Regions from separate parts of the Sus scrofa genome. Here region 1 is linked to region 2. The links are chromatin contacts, called in public Hi-C maps. All regions are on one chromosome and are shown on one strand. Each heading gives the region's core, a stretch centred on a gene start, on an enhancer-like site or on the middle of the called end of the contact. The rest is flanking DNA. Distances are from core to core; before and after follow the strand shown.

Region 1 (7,260 bases), core at 175-2,674, 1.6 Mb before region 2:
TATTTAGAATGGATGGGCAATGAGGTCTTACTGTACAGCACAGGGAACTTCTGTCCAATCTCCTAGGACAGACCATTATGGAAAATAATATATATTAAAAAAAGAATGTATATATATGTATGACTGAGTCACTTCGCTGTATAGCAGAAATTGGCACAACTCAAAAAAAAAAAAAAAAAATAGAAAAGTACCCAAAGTGAGTTCCTTTTGTGGTTCAGTGCATTAAAAACCGGAATAGTATCAATGAGGAAGTGGGTTCGATCCCTGGCCTTGCTCAGTGGGTTAAGGAGCAGCAAGTTGCTGTGGCAGGCTTCAGTCTAAGTTTCTGATGCAGCCCCATCAGTTGCTGTGGCTGTGGTGTAGGCGATTACACCCCTAGCCTGGGAACTTCCATATGCGCGGCCCTAAAACAAAAAACAAGAACAAAAAAGAAAAGTACGCACAGAAGTGTACAGCTTTAGATTCAAATTCACAAAGCGAACATACTCCACTAACCAGCTTCCATATCAACATACAATATCCAATACCCCCGAAGTTACACTTATTTACCCCTACTAGTTTTACTGCCTCTATTTTGTTTACTTTTTTTGGCCACGCCCGCTGCATGCAAAAGTTCTCAGTCAGGAATTGAACCCACACCACGGCAGCAACCCTGGCCACAGCAGTGACAACGCCAGATCCTCAATCTGCTGTGCCACCAAGTAACTCCTTGCCTCCATTTCATGTCTCATATTATTATTATTTTTATGGCCGCACCCAGTGTCATGTGGAAATTCCCCTGCCAGGGGTGGGATTGCAGCCGAAGCTGTGACCCGAGTCACATAGGTGGGCAACGCCAGACCTTAACCCACTGCGCTGGGCCGTGGGAGTGGGGGTGGGGAGGGAATCGAACCTGCGTCCAGAGATAACGCTGGATCCTTAACCCTCTGCGCCAGAGCAAAACTACTCTGCCTCCACTTTTCTTTTTGGCCTCCACTTTAAATACCAGGAAATCGCAGCACAGACAGGTCAACAGGGCTAAATATTACTGTAACTAGCAAAGGAACCTAGACATGCTATCTACTCCCAAATCCCACGCTCCTGAGAAGACAACAGGCTTGAAGGTGAGACGGTGACTTCGGCTTTGAAAGATGTGGAATGGGCGTCCTCTTCCACGAAAACTCACTTCAGGGCGTCAGGGCCACAGAAACCCCCGTCCACCAACACGAGGCACCTCAGGCCGCCTGCGCCAGGGCCTCAGGAGCGCCCAGCCGGCGACCAGTGGCCTGCTACGCAGCCTCCCCACAGGCGAGGGCGCAGTCGCAGCTACAGTCGGAGACGTGACTCTCCCAGTTCTGAAGGCCGGAAAACGTAAGATCAAAGGTCACGTAAACGGCACGTCCCGCCCCGCACGCCTAAGTTCTCGCGCGAGTGATACTTCCGCCCTTTTGGCTCTCTGTGCAGCACCATGGCGGTTGGCAAGAATAAGCGCCTTACGAAAGGCGGCAAAAAGGGAGCCAAGAAGAAAGTGTAAGTGACAGCTGTCGTGGCACCCCGCTTCTAGGGGCTCTGCTGGAGTCGGCGGGCGGGTTCTGGATCGCGATGTGGGCCGGATGGCGAGGATGTTAGTTGGATTGCGCGGGTCGTGCCGGGTTAGTAAACTCCCGAACTGGAGCGTGGCGGATCTGGGTGTTTTTTTGCGGCGGTCCGGCTGCTTTTCCGCTGGCCCTCTGGACCTCATGCGCACCGCTTTTGAGTCGGGAGTGCCGCTGCGTCTCTGGCCTGGCATGTTCCTTACTGTGGGCTTACGGGTCTCGTAAATTCTACGAGTAATCAGTGCCCCTCCAAAAGCCGGACTTGTCAACGCAACTTTTTGTCCACCCGGGACGCTGCACCCCTCCCTTGCTATGGCCAGGTGGAACCTGGGATCTCGTAAGCTAGCATGAGGCCTTAAAGAGCCTAGGTTACTAGTATGTGTCTTAATGTGCCAATAAGGTTGAAGAGACGTGCAAGTTGTTTGGAGGTAATGCAGTCAGTATAGTGGAAGGACCGATAGGGGTGGAGAGTGTTTGGGGCATAATTTACTTGCCAGAGTGTCACATCTGCTCAGTGAAATAGATATAGTGGGAAGAGCTAGGTTTTTTAAAGTAATTAGAACAAAAACTGAGGGAGGCTTAAAACGAATTACGTTATCTGCGATAAAACCTAAGCATTTTTTTAAATCCAGGGTTGACCCATTTTCTAAGAAAGATTGGTATGATGTGAAAGCACCAGCTATGTTCAATATAAGAAATATTGGGAAAACACTGGTCACAAGAACTCAAGGAACCAGTGAGTATCTCTTTCGTCTGTATTTTTCTTAAATTGAAAAATATGTCGGTCTACTCTTGTTTCTGTGGTGGGATACGGTGAGGGAATGTCAGCTATTGGTGACAACTTTGGCCCCTTTAGGGCTTGTTTTTAATACAACACTTGGAGAAGCGAGGTGGTACTTTTAGAATTAGCAAAAAATGTTCGTATTTTTGAGCTTCTAATGAGCAGTCAGTAAGTCATTGGTGTCCATATGGATTTGGTAAACAAAAGTTAATGTCTTTATTATTAGTTTAAGTTTAATGCATGAAATTTATCTTTCTTGCCTTAATATGTTTTCTAACGTTAACACGATTGTTGTTTTTATAGAAATTGCATCTGATGGCCTCAAGGGTCGTGTGTTTGAAGTGAGCCTTGCTGATCTGCAGAATGATGAAGTTGCATTTAGAAAATTCAAGCTGATTACTGAGGATGTTCAGGGCAAAAACTGCTTGACCAACTTCCACGGCATGGATCTTACCCGTGACAAGATGTGCTCAATGGTCAAAAAATGGCAGGTGAGAACAGAAGTTGAGTGGTCCTGTGGTGTTTGTGACCAAAGATGTTGTGGTTTAAGGTCAGAAAGGTGTTGAGGTTTAGATTTCATTTTAAGTCCTGTTATTGAGTGGATTCTGGGATTGGCACTTGAACTTGATCAACAACAGTGAGGTTGTGTAAATTACCTGTGTAAATTGAATTCATCTCACAGCCCTGGTGCATGGATTAGTAGCTGGTTGAAGAACGTCTAGGTGCAGGTTTGCCGTTTTAGTTTTGCCTGTCTTCAGAGTACCTCTGGACCTCAAAGTCTAGCGAATTTTAGAGAATTTTATTGGGAAAGGGTGGATTGGGCTAGTTTTGTTTGATTACCTGTTTTGCTGTAATGGGTGTGACAGAGTCTCTGGTGTGGGGTTGAAATCTTGGTTCCTTTCTCCAGTTATTCTTTCTGGAAGGTAACTTAAAGCTTGCTAAGCCTTGGTTTTCTTAATCTGTAAAATGTTGGTGAGAGTGTTACCATAAGGTGAGAGTTAATGAGGATAAGTAAAAGATCCATGCAAACATGCTTATACAGAGCTTGACACAGAAAGCACTTGTACCTGTTAGTATTACTACAGGGATTAGTTACATTTGTTCAGATGTGTCCTGTTAACCATCCCCTTTGGGGATATTTTCTATGTGGGAATGAATGATGACAAAATGTTTCGGTCCCATATGATACATTTTGATTCTACCGTTACATTTATTTCTGACATTCCCTTAAGGTTTTATAGTTGCATTCCTGGAAACCATTTAAGGTCTTTTCACTATAGTTGTATTATATTCATTCTTTAAACTGTGGTGTAAGATTTACAAAATACAAAGAAAGCAGTTCATTTTTTCACTATCTCAGATAGTTTTTTCTGAATTTAGACAGTAATAGAAGTATAGATTTTAAAAGTTATATTTTATATGTGTAAATGTTTAATCCTCAGCATGGCTTTAGTTTGGAACATAGAAGAAATTTAAATATATATATATTCTTTTGCAGAGTTAAAGAACTGATTGGGGAAAGAACAGGTTGTTAAAGGCTGGCATGTTTCTGTAAAAGGCATGTGAATGGAAGAGGGTGGGTGCTGTTCACATAGGTGATTATGAGGATAGAAGTTACCCAGAGGGGAGGAGGGAAGACAGCTGAGAGGATATTTATTCAGTTACAAGTGGAGGGTAGATAGTAAGAATTCAGGGTAACTGCACTTGAAGGAGGTTAATTCTGTAAATTAAACTAGTCATTTATCATACTTAATATTGTGAAATGAGTACTTGACCTGCCAGCTTTTTAGAATTGGGGTTTGAGGGCTAAACATTGATAACATGGTGGTGCACTGGGTTAAGGACCTGGTGTTATCACTGCAGTGGCTTGGGTTGCTTCTGTGGCAAGTGTTCAGTCCCTGGCCCCAGAATTTGCATTTGTTGTAGGCAAAGCCAAAAAAAGAAAAAAAGCAAACCCCACAAAATCTGATATATCTGACAGGTTTTTTTTTTTTTTTACTAGACCATGATTGAAGCTCACGTTGATGTCAAGACTACCGATGGTTATTTGCTTCGTCTGTTCTGTGTTGGTTTTACTAAAAAACGCAACAATCAGATTCGGAAGACCTCTTACGCTCAGCACCAACAAGTCCGCCAAATCCGGAAGAAGATGATGGAAATCATGACCCGAGAGGTGCAGACAAATGACTTGAAAGAGGTGGTCAATAAATTGTAAGTGCTTTCCCTCACACAGCACAGCCCTCAGATGAGGGAAGCATATGAGACAAGGTGGAGTCAGACTTTTGTGTAAATTCAGGCTGTGAAACTGTCTAGATGCATCTCTTGAAATGAAAGCATGTTAAGTGTTCAGTAAATGTTATTTGATGGTTTCTTTATCCTTTTTTTGAATGAAGCTCTCGGCAGTGAGACTTGAAGCACAGGACTTGCTTTTACCTTCTTTAGAAAATATTATAAAACCATCACGATCGTTAATGTATGGGAATAAGTGATGACAAAATGTTTCGGTCCCAGATGATGTTCGATGATAATACGTAACATTTTTCTGATGTTCCCATGCAGTTGGCACAGAGAAGTGTCATGGAAAAGGCATAAGGCTTGGACTCAGAAAGCTCAACTGCTAATTTTGCTACTAACTAGTTATGTAATTCGGATCATATAACCTTCACCTGTGAAGGCAGTAGCAGAATGAGGAATATTTTGGATTACGTGAAGTGTGTTTAATTTATCATTACTGGTTTGCAGGATTCCAGACAGCATTGGAAAGGACATAGAAAAGGCTTGCCAGTCTATTTATCCGCTTCATGACGTCTTCGTTAGAAAAGTAAAAATGCTGAAGAAGCCCAAGTTTGAATGTAAGTGAGGAATCACAGGGTTCCTGAAAGAAAACATTGTATAGACATATAGACTGTTTGGTATTTGGGGGTCTTTTGCGTCCAGATAATGGTTTCTTGGTCATGCCTTTGGTATTGAAGATCATGGTTTCAAGATAATGGTATGCTATAACTAATGGGAGTTTTTTCTTTCTTTTAGTGGGAAAACTCATGGAGCTACATGGTGAAGGTAGTAGTTCTGGAAAAGCTACTGGGGACGAGACAGGTGCTAAAGTTGAACGAGCTGATGGCTATGAGCCCCCAGTGCAAGAATCTGTTTAAAATTCAGATTTTTAATGGTGACAAATAAAAGATCTTATTTGTGATGTTTTATTTCTGATCATTCTTTTTAAACAATCATACAGGTTATTGAATCAGATGTTCTGGTTTGATAGTAACATGGTGAACTTTTCTAAACTTTAGGGTGGATTTTTTTTTTATTCATTGCTCTTAGTTACTAAGTTGCCCAGAAAAGGTAATAGTCTGTTTTAAGCTGGAATGGTCTGGGTGGCTAATAAAGGGAAACCTTTTCCTTTACATGGCCCAAGTTTTTTAGGGGGTTCTCAGATCATCTGGAAGCTTGTTAAAGACATTGTACTGTCCTGTCCCCAGAGTCTCTGGTTTAATAGTTCTAGGGTGAGGTCATTTTAAACAAACTTAAGGTGATGCTGATGGCCAGGGACCATACTTTGTGAACCACTGTGCTAGACTGATTGAATAGTGGAAAGGGAAGAGCTCATTGGCATTTAGGTTTTGGAAATTTTTTTTAAAATCTCAATGCTGTTTTCTTTGGCCTCACTCTACACTTTCAAGGTCAATTTGAAGTTGGTTAAAGAAACATTGTTTATTAATTGATTTCCTATTAAGTGGGCATTTAATGCTACCCCACTATCTAGTATTTCCTGCTAGTCATTCACCCATTCTATTCTATACCTCTTCTCTCCCCAAACTCCAACTTTCTCATTCTCAGTTGAGCTGATGACCTTGCTTCTTGAGAAGAGATGAGAAGAGTACCTCCTAAATTTGTCATTTCCATCCTGCCATCTCTGCATGTGTTAACTACTTTTTCTGCCTTCCTGTCATAGATGATTTGTGCTAGGACAGCAAGTATCAGATTACACCTCTTCCCTAGTCAAGCTCTTGGCTCCAAGTGAGGTCTCACCTTTATCAGTATTCCTTCCAGCTATTCCATTAGCATACAGACAAATCCTTTACCCTTCCAGATAGTCATCCTAACTCTAACCCCTTACAAATGAAGATCAAGAGCCATATTTCTTGCATTTAATTTACTTTTTTTTTTTGGCCATGCCCATGGCGTGTGAAAGTTGCAGTTACTGCACCAGGGAGGGGCCACATCTGCCACAGCAGTGACCCGAGCCACAGTGACAAATTGCACTGAATCCGTAACCATGAGACTAGAGTCATTTACTGGGTTTATAACCCGTAATTCCTTTGAGCATCTTGGAATATACTACCATTTTCTTCTGGCATAAAACATTGCTGATGAAGATCTGATTTTAATTTTCTGTACCTTACAAGTTACTTTGGTTTTGACTAGAAGCTCAAAGAATTTTGTTTCTTTAAAATACAGTAATTGTGTGAAATAGTTGGTCTGACTGGATAGTATCAGGTATGCGGTATAGGCATGCCTTGGGGATACTGTGGGTTTCGTTCCAGACCACCTCAAACTGAGTATGGCAAGAGTTGAATCTCAGGAATTTTTTGGTTTCCCAGTACTTACAAGTTATGCTAACCCTATGTTGTAGTCTTACAGAACTGTCTATAAACAAGTACACACCTTAATTTAAGCTTTATTGCTGAAAATGCTAACCATCATCTGAGTCTTCAGTAAGTCAGTCTTTGCTGGTAGAGGGTTTGAAATTTTGCAAGTATGACCAAAATGTCATACATGAAATGAGCAAATACTGTTGGAAAAATAACATGGGTAGGCCTTCTTGACCCAGGCTGCCATGTATCTTCAGTTTGTAAAAAATGCAGCATCTGTGAAGTGCAGTTTTTTAAGTTTCAAAAAAAA
Region 2 (6,563 bases), core at 984-3,483:
ATTTCCCCCGATCCAAAGAATACTGGCTACTGCTTCTTTTTCCCAAAGTAAGTGCCTAGAATTTCACTGTTTTCCATCACCAGCTGAAGTAGCTTGCAGTGTATCCGTTCCAGTCAGCCTACTTTCTAATTTCCCTTGGGGAAGCAGAACTCATAGGACGATTAATCTTGTGTACAGCCTTGCACAGCATAACACCACGTATAAGGACTATTAATGCAAAATACCAGAATTGCAGCAGACCAAAGAGCACCTAAAATGACTGACAGCACCTTCACCAAGCAGAAGTTAGCATTAGTCTCAAGTCCATCAGAAGCTCTATCAAAACCAGCAGCTGCCAAGAAAACTATTCAGCTAAGGACAAATAATCAAAGCAAGTGTCCACCATTCTAATAAAAGAAACACCTCTGAGCCTAAAAGTTTAATAGATTTCTTCAGCGAAGTCAAGAGTCCCCAGTCTCAAGAGACATCTGGCAGGAGTCCTTAGGGCACCAGCCAGATCAAACAGTTAAGCATCATTCAAGTATCACTGTACACAGCTATGAACATCTTCCTAATCACTCCTCTGAAACTCTAAGAAGAACACTTGTACTTGGCTACTAAGTTCCATTCTTAAGTTCCTATTTAACAAGAGCAGAGCAGTACTTATTTTAGATTGGGGTCCTTTCCTTACAATTGAGAAGACTAACCAGATGGCCTGGAAAAGGAATATCCACAGTAAACTGTTAGAACTCTATGCATTACTTTTATATATATTCACTCTTTCTTTTTCTTTTTTTGGTTAAGGACAGAGCCATTTAAGATAAGGACCCTTTAACCACAGATTAATGTTTTAGGATTTCATTATGGTTTTGCAGAGGTGTCCTGGAGAGCTCGGATAATAAATATTGTTATTTACTTTTGAAACATTTGTGGTGTCATGGGTTTTTACTGTTCACAGATATGCGGACGATATCTACAGGGATGTACCATTCACTACGCTGAAACTCTCCCCCTCAATTTGGAGAAGCAGAGTTCTGCCTTTGGGCGCTTAGTCAATAAAAATGGCTTGTTGATTAATGCAGCAAGGCAGGTGAGTAGTACAAGTCTAAAGAGAGGGAGATCCCACAGAGAGTACTGTTACCTTTAGCATTTCTGCAAGTGAAATGGCGGTGAAAACGAGCACCCAAGAGCTGTCAAAGGAAAAGCAGTCCAGAACTTTGAAGGGAGATGTGCGCGGGGTGGATCACGGGTCTGTATTGTGTGTAAATGAGCTTCAGGTTTCTCTGCATACAGCGCTGGGGACAGGGAGAACATCCGAGGTACAGGTTGGAGCCTCCTCTTAGGAAACTACAAAGGGCTCTGAAAGAAAGGTTGTTCAGCGGTTTCTGTAGGCAGGGCAGTAATCTGTTTAAGTAACGGGGCGAGCAAAGCTAGCAGAAACTGGTCACCTGGATGAAGAAAGGGAAGCAGGAAAGCAAAGTATCATGGATCCACTGCCTGCGAGCGAGCAGAGCAGAAATGATCACAAAACAGAACAGGTCGTAAGAACTCAGGGACGCAGGGCAAGGGGTTCTGGTCTTCCTGAAGGGGGTGGGCGTGAGTGACGTGGCCAGAGTGGGTCCTTCCAAGCACTGGGGAAGAAGGAAGAGTCAGGCGCCCGCATCCCCTATACTCCATAAATTCTGCATTCTCTCCCCGCCCCCCCCCAAGGGGCTGGAATAACCTTCTATATGCTCTCCGGCAGCTGAGAAATAAGCTTTGGCTCTCCTAGGAGGGCCAGGCGGTGAGCTACCTTCAACCTCCAACCCTCCCGCCACCGGCTCACCGTCTGTTGCCGGGCGCGGGGCGCGGAGGGGGCGGGGGGGGGCGCGCCTAACGTCCGAGGCTGGGGTGTGTGAGTGAGAAAGAAAGGATGCTGAAGGCTTCTGGACCTCCGACCACTCAAGACCAGCCTACGAGTCTCCCCGCGAGCTTGCAACTCTGGCAAGTGCTTCTTTACCCGCGCTCACACCCCTTGGTGATCCCACCGCAGCTAGAAAATTACCCGGGCAACGGCGCCGGCTGAGTCCCGGATGTGGTTGCTAGGGCCGCAGAGGGAGGGGCGGGGCCCGCCTCCCGGAGGGCGGTGGAGGGGGCCTTGGGGGAGGTGCGCCGGCACCATCGAGACGCGGCTGGGCCGGCCAGATCGAGGGAGAGAGAGGCCGTCCAGAGCCACGGACAACGCTACTTCCGGTCCCCTCACTTCCGGCTCCGCTGCTCTCGGCTCGGGGGTTGCAGGCCGGGTTGGGAGGCCGCGGCTCTGCGTGTCCTCGGCCGTCGGTCAGGGTGAGGCTGTGACAGCTGCACTTGCTCCCCGCCCCCGCGGAGCCGAGGTGCGTGGGGGGGAGGGTAGGAAGGAGGAGGCTCAGGTCGCGTTTCCGCTCACTTGGGGCCAGGGCTGAGGCAACTCTGGAGAGCAGAAGGCAGGGCTGATACTCGACGTGAGAACCGCTGGCTTCTCCGCGGACAGGTGAAGGCGGAGATGGCCGGCGGGGAAGAGGCGGGGGAAGGCGGCTGGGAGGGGTTGACGGGGCGGGACACGTTGCCGCTGGGGCTCTCAGTTCCGGACTTTCACTGGGCACTTCTGTCCTTAGTCCGTGCCATCTGTCTCTGCTCAGGTATTCGGCCTTGGATCTCTGCCCCTTCCTCCCTTCTGTCCCACCTGCGTGTGCCGGGTGAAGAGGTAGGACCGGCCCTCCTGGGGCGGCGCCCTCCCGGTTTTGCACGCATCGAGTGGGAAAAGGGGTGGCAGGATCCAGGAGTGGGTCCACTCGGAGTGGGCCACCGTCAGGTTTGGGGGTCCAGCCTTTACGGTTCTCTGCCTTTCCCCGCATCCCGCACTTCTCTCCTCCGCAGTGGGAGGGAGGGAGACGCGGTAGTCCCTGCGAGAGGCTCTTCGGGCAGTGGTGCAGGGAGGCGCCCCGCCTGTGAAAGGTCCTGAGCCTTGCTCAGCTTACGCGGACCGCCAAGGAATGCTGGAGTTGGGAAGGAAGTTGTGCTGGCGTCTCGTCCGTTCCTCTTTGCCAAGTTACTACTGTTTACGTGTCTAGGAAAAAGGATTTTTTTTGTTTTGTTTTAAAGAACTGTTTCTAGACGCTTTTCCCTTTTACTTATTACTTCCTTTGTTTTTTTCTTATCTCCCTCTCGAACCCTTTGATCTCAAAAAAGTTTGTAGTCTGCACTTCCTGCAGATCCTTTAGCCGCCCCCTTTTAGGATTTCTGTCCCCCTCCCTTCATTTTTTCCTAGATTAAAGCATGTCATTTCTCTAACTCTGTTCTAAAGGGAAAAAATGGAAGAGTTGCAGGACTTCTCGTGAACTTGTGTTTTCACTTGCAAGTGTGGCAGGTGTGTGTTCACATTGCAATTTAATTAGCTTTTTTGGCATGGGAACGTGCGCCGGAATTGGTTACGTTAAATCATTCCTGTGTCAAGTCTGCAGGGATTGGCTATTTTATCGCTGCTGTCTCAGAGTGAATACAACAGATTCTACGTCACTATTGTTTTAAATTCACTTTTCTTTTGTTAGTCCTGTGGGGTTTTTTGGTTTGTTTGTTTTTCCTTTCTTTTCTTTCTTTCTTTCTTTTTTTTTTTTTGCTTTCCTTGCTAACATGGCCAACACTTTCTCCCAACCACTACATCTAACACTCCATTAGCTGAGAAAATATGTCTCATTTTATTTTATTTTCTGGGTTAAAATCTCTGCCTCAGTTACTTTCATCTTTTCAGATTGATAAATTAGTTTGCCTTAATCCTGGGTTGTGCTTTGGGGTTCCATGGTCTAGGGGTCAGTGACTTTCAGGGTGTTTCCTCACCCCTTCACCCCCCCCCAATTATGGTTGAAAAGTTTTGTTTGAGTGCGTTTTCAACCCCGCTGGGGAGAATGTCCATTTTTTTTTATCAAATTCTCAAAAGAGGTATATAACCTTCAGATAGACTAAAAGGCACTCCTTAGGTAGTGTCTTTTTGAAGTTAATGAAACTTTTTTTTTTTTTTTTTTTTTTGTCTTTTGTCTTTTTGTTGTTGTTGTTGTTGTTGCTATTTCTTGGGCCGCTCCCGCGGCATATGGAGGCTCCCAGGCTAGGGGTTGAATCGGAGCTGCAGCCACCAGCCTACGTCAGAGCCACAGCAACGCGGGATCCGAGCCGCGTCTGCAACCTACACCACAGCTCATGGCAACGCCGGATCCTTAACCCACTGAGCAAGGGCAGGGACCGAACCCTCAACCTCATGGTTCCTAGTCCGATTCGTTAACCACTGCGCCACGACGGGAACTCCAGAAGTTAATGTAACTTTTTGTGTGGAGCTATTATTTTTTTAAACTGTACACAGCTAGTTTTGGGCACTGAGGAGAGTAGAATGCAGAGATTCTAGCTTCATACTGATGAAATCTCCAGCTACTTCAAAACTTCGGTGTTTCTAAATTCCTTCCTAGACCTAGAGAAGGAAGTAAGACTACCTACTTATTTAGTTCCTGTTTTGTGGTATTGAGGTTTCTTTATAGGGATAGCTGTGTGTGGCCAGTGTTGTGGCAATCCACTGGATTTAGAAATGGATAAGTTTATTCTTATTTAATACATGTTAAAGATCACCCACCCACTGGGTACAGTTGAGTAAAAAGTTTAAATTTCTGGTGTACTTTGTTTTCCTTTTCTTGTCTTTCATTTGAGGCGTCTGCTTTGGGATTTGGCATGGTTAGGAAGGGCAAATAAGATGTTCCCATGGCGTGGTCCATAAGCCTCTGTTATGTTGCTGCCCATCTTGACATCTCTTTTCCCTCCATATCACCTCTGTATTAAGTATTTATTGGGCATTCTCTTTTGAGAATAAGTTAGTGGCCTTCCAAAGTTTATGTAAGTTTAGAGTGCATATTCGAACTTACTGATTTGATGGTGAAGTGTTTGTTGATTAAGGGTTGATGTTCTAAATGTTTGACACCTGTTTCATAGAATGTTAGAACTTGAAGAGACCTGTGCAGCTCATCATAGTCCTTATTAGAGTAACCAGCTTCTGCTCACGAAATAATTTTCCCTCTATCTAGCAGCCTCACTTTGGGGGGCAGGAAAACATAACTTTAAAAAGAGTCAATTATGCTAAATTAGTTTTCTTTTATAGCAATGAGAAAGACAGAAGATAGATTATATCTGACACCATAACACAAATTAGCATTTGTTCACCTATTGTGTGCCAGGCCTCATGCTAAGTGCTTTACATGTTTATTCATCTAATCCTCACAACAACCTTATGATGTGGCTAAAATTTTCTTTTTTTTTTTTTTAGCTGAAGTAATGGAAACTAAACAATCAACTGAAGCTAAAGTAATGTGCTCAGAATTACACTGGTGGAGCCAGGATTGAGCCTAGGTTATCTGAATCCAGGCTGTGAGCTCTTAAGCACTACCTAGGCTGCTTCTACCACATTTTCTTTACGCCTTTCTTGGCCCGAGGTGGGGATATCTCACCTGATTTTCTGTCAGACATTAGAAGGTCTCTTTCTTTATTAATCTTAAGTACCTAACCAGCTGGTTGAATATCATCCCAAAACATATGACAAAAAGAAATAAGTTTGGAGGAGGCCTTAGCTTTCCCACAAGGTGAATATAAACCTGTAGATATGTGTTCATGTGTGCGTATGAAGTATGAGGGGTGGATGATGCAAAAATAAGGGTTGGCATTGTTAGAGTCTGGGGTCAGAATGATTAATTTAGGATGGAATAAGGAATAAATTCAGGATGGAGGAAGGAGTAAATTTAATCAGGAATTGAAGATTACACGGCTATGGATGAAAAACTAACAATATATCTACGACCGGAAAGAGTAGTTCCACAATATGTGGATGATGATGACTTAGGAACCATGACAGTCTAAAAGTCAGATATCCACCAACATTAGTTCTGGGAAATAGGGAAAAGACTGTAAACCAAAGGAACATAAGAGTAATCTTTAGTCTCTACTCATCTTAGGTAGTCTTGGAAGCTCTTGCGGATTCTCAGCTTTTCTCTACAAGGCAAAAGTATATATTTTCTTTTTCTCTTCCCTTTGTTCTCTTTTTCTTCTTCCCTCCATCCTTTCTTTCCCTCTTTATTCTAAACTTTTAAGATGTCGTAAGATGCTTATAGACAGATATTACTGGAAATTACTGGAAATACTTTGCCATGCTGTCGCCTAAGAGTTTTTATTTTGTTTCTTTTTTTTTTTTTGTATATTTGTGGTGGCAGCTCCTTGATCTTCAGGCTTGATCCTTTTTGATCCTTTGGGGAACTGTGACACACTATCTTTGAATCAGGATCATAAGAATAACAGAGTGGGTGGTGAGGCCTAAATCATCCAGAGGAGGGAGTTGGTTGGCCAACCCGTTTCAGCTAACATGAGGTAGTGTTTTAGAGCAAGGTTTCCAAATTTTTCTGCATCACGGCACACATAAAAATGGTTATATTTGTTTGTCAGGCTCCTTGGCCCTCTGAAGGCTGAGGGGGCCAGGGAAAGGGACAGTCAGTATTTTAGCACATTGGTTGGAAATCTTTGAACAAGAGATGAGGAATATGATA

The links. Hi-C and Micro-C count contacts between places; a contact is called where the count stands out from the background.
Region 1: a contact with region 2 is called in a Hi-C map of skeletal muscle, with 14 times the contacts expected there. The contact joins the promoter of RPS3A here to the promoter of ARFIP1 in region 2. A contact is called at or near these places in 1 of 5 promoter capture datasets (liver), 5 of 47 Hi-C or Micro-C datasets (heart right ventricle, liver, skeletal muscle and 1 more) and 1 of 2 datasets of contacts at active chromatin or transcription factors (skeletal muscle).

What each region holds. Positions count from the first base shown.
Region 1 is chr8:77,887,904-77,895,163 of Sscrofa11.1, reverse strand. It overlaps RPS3A (ribosomal protein S3A), which reads left to right and starts at 1,424. Exons shown (of 6, transcript NM_001137619.1): 1 at 1,424-1,509; 2 at 2,207-2,310; 3 at 2,659-2,846; 4 at 4,358-4,566; 5 at 5,098-5,207; 6 at 5,386-5,548. The coding sequence starts at 1,448. The coding sequence ends at 5,507.
Region 2 is chr8:76,266,098-76,272,660 of Sscrofa11.1, reverse strand. ARFIP1 (ADP ribosylation factor interacting protein 1) reads left to right here and starts at 2,233. Exons shown (of 9, transcript NM_001252233.1): 1 at 2,233-2,351.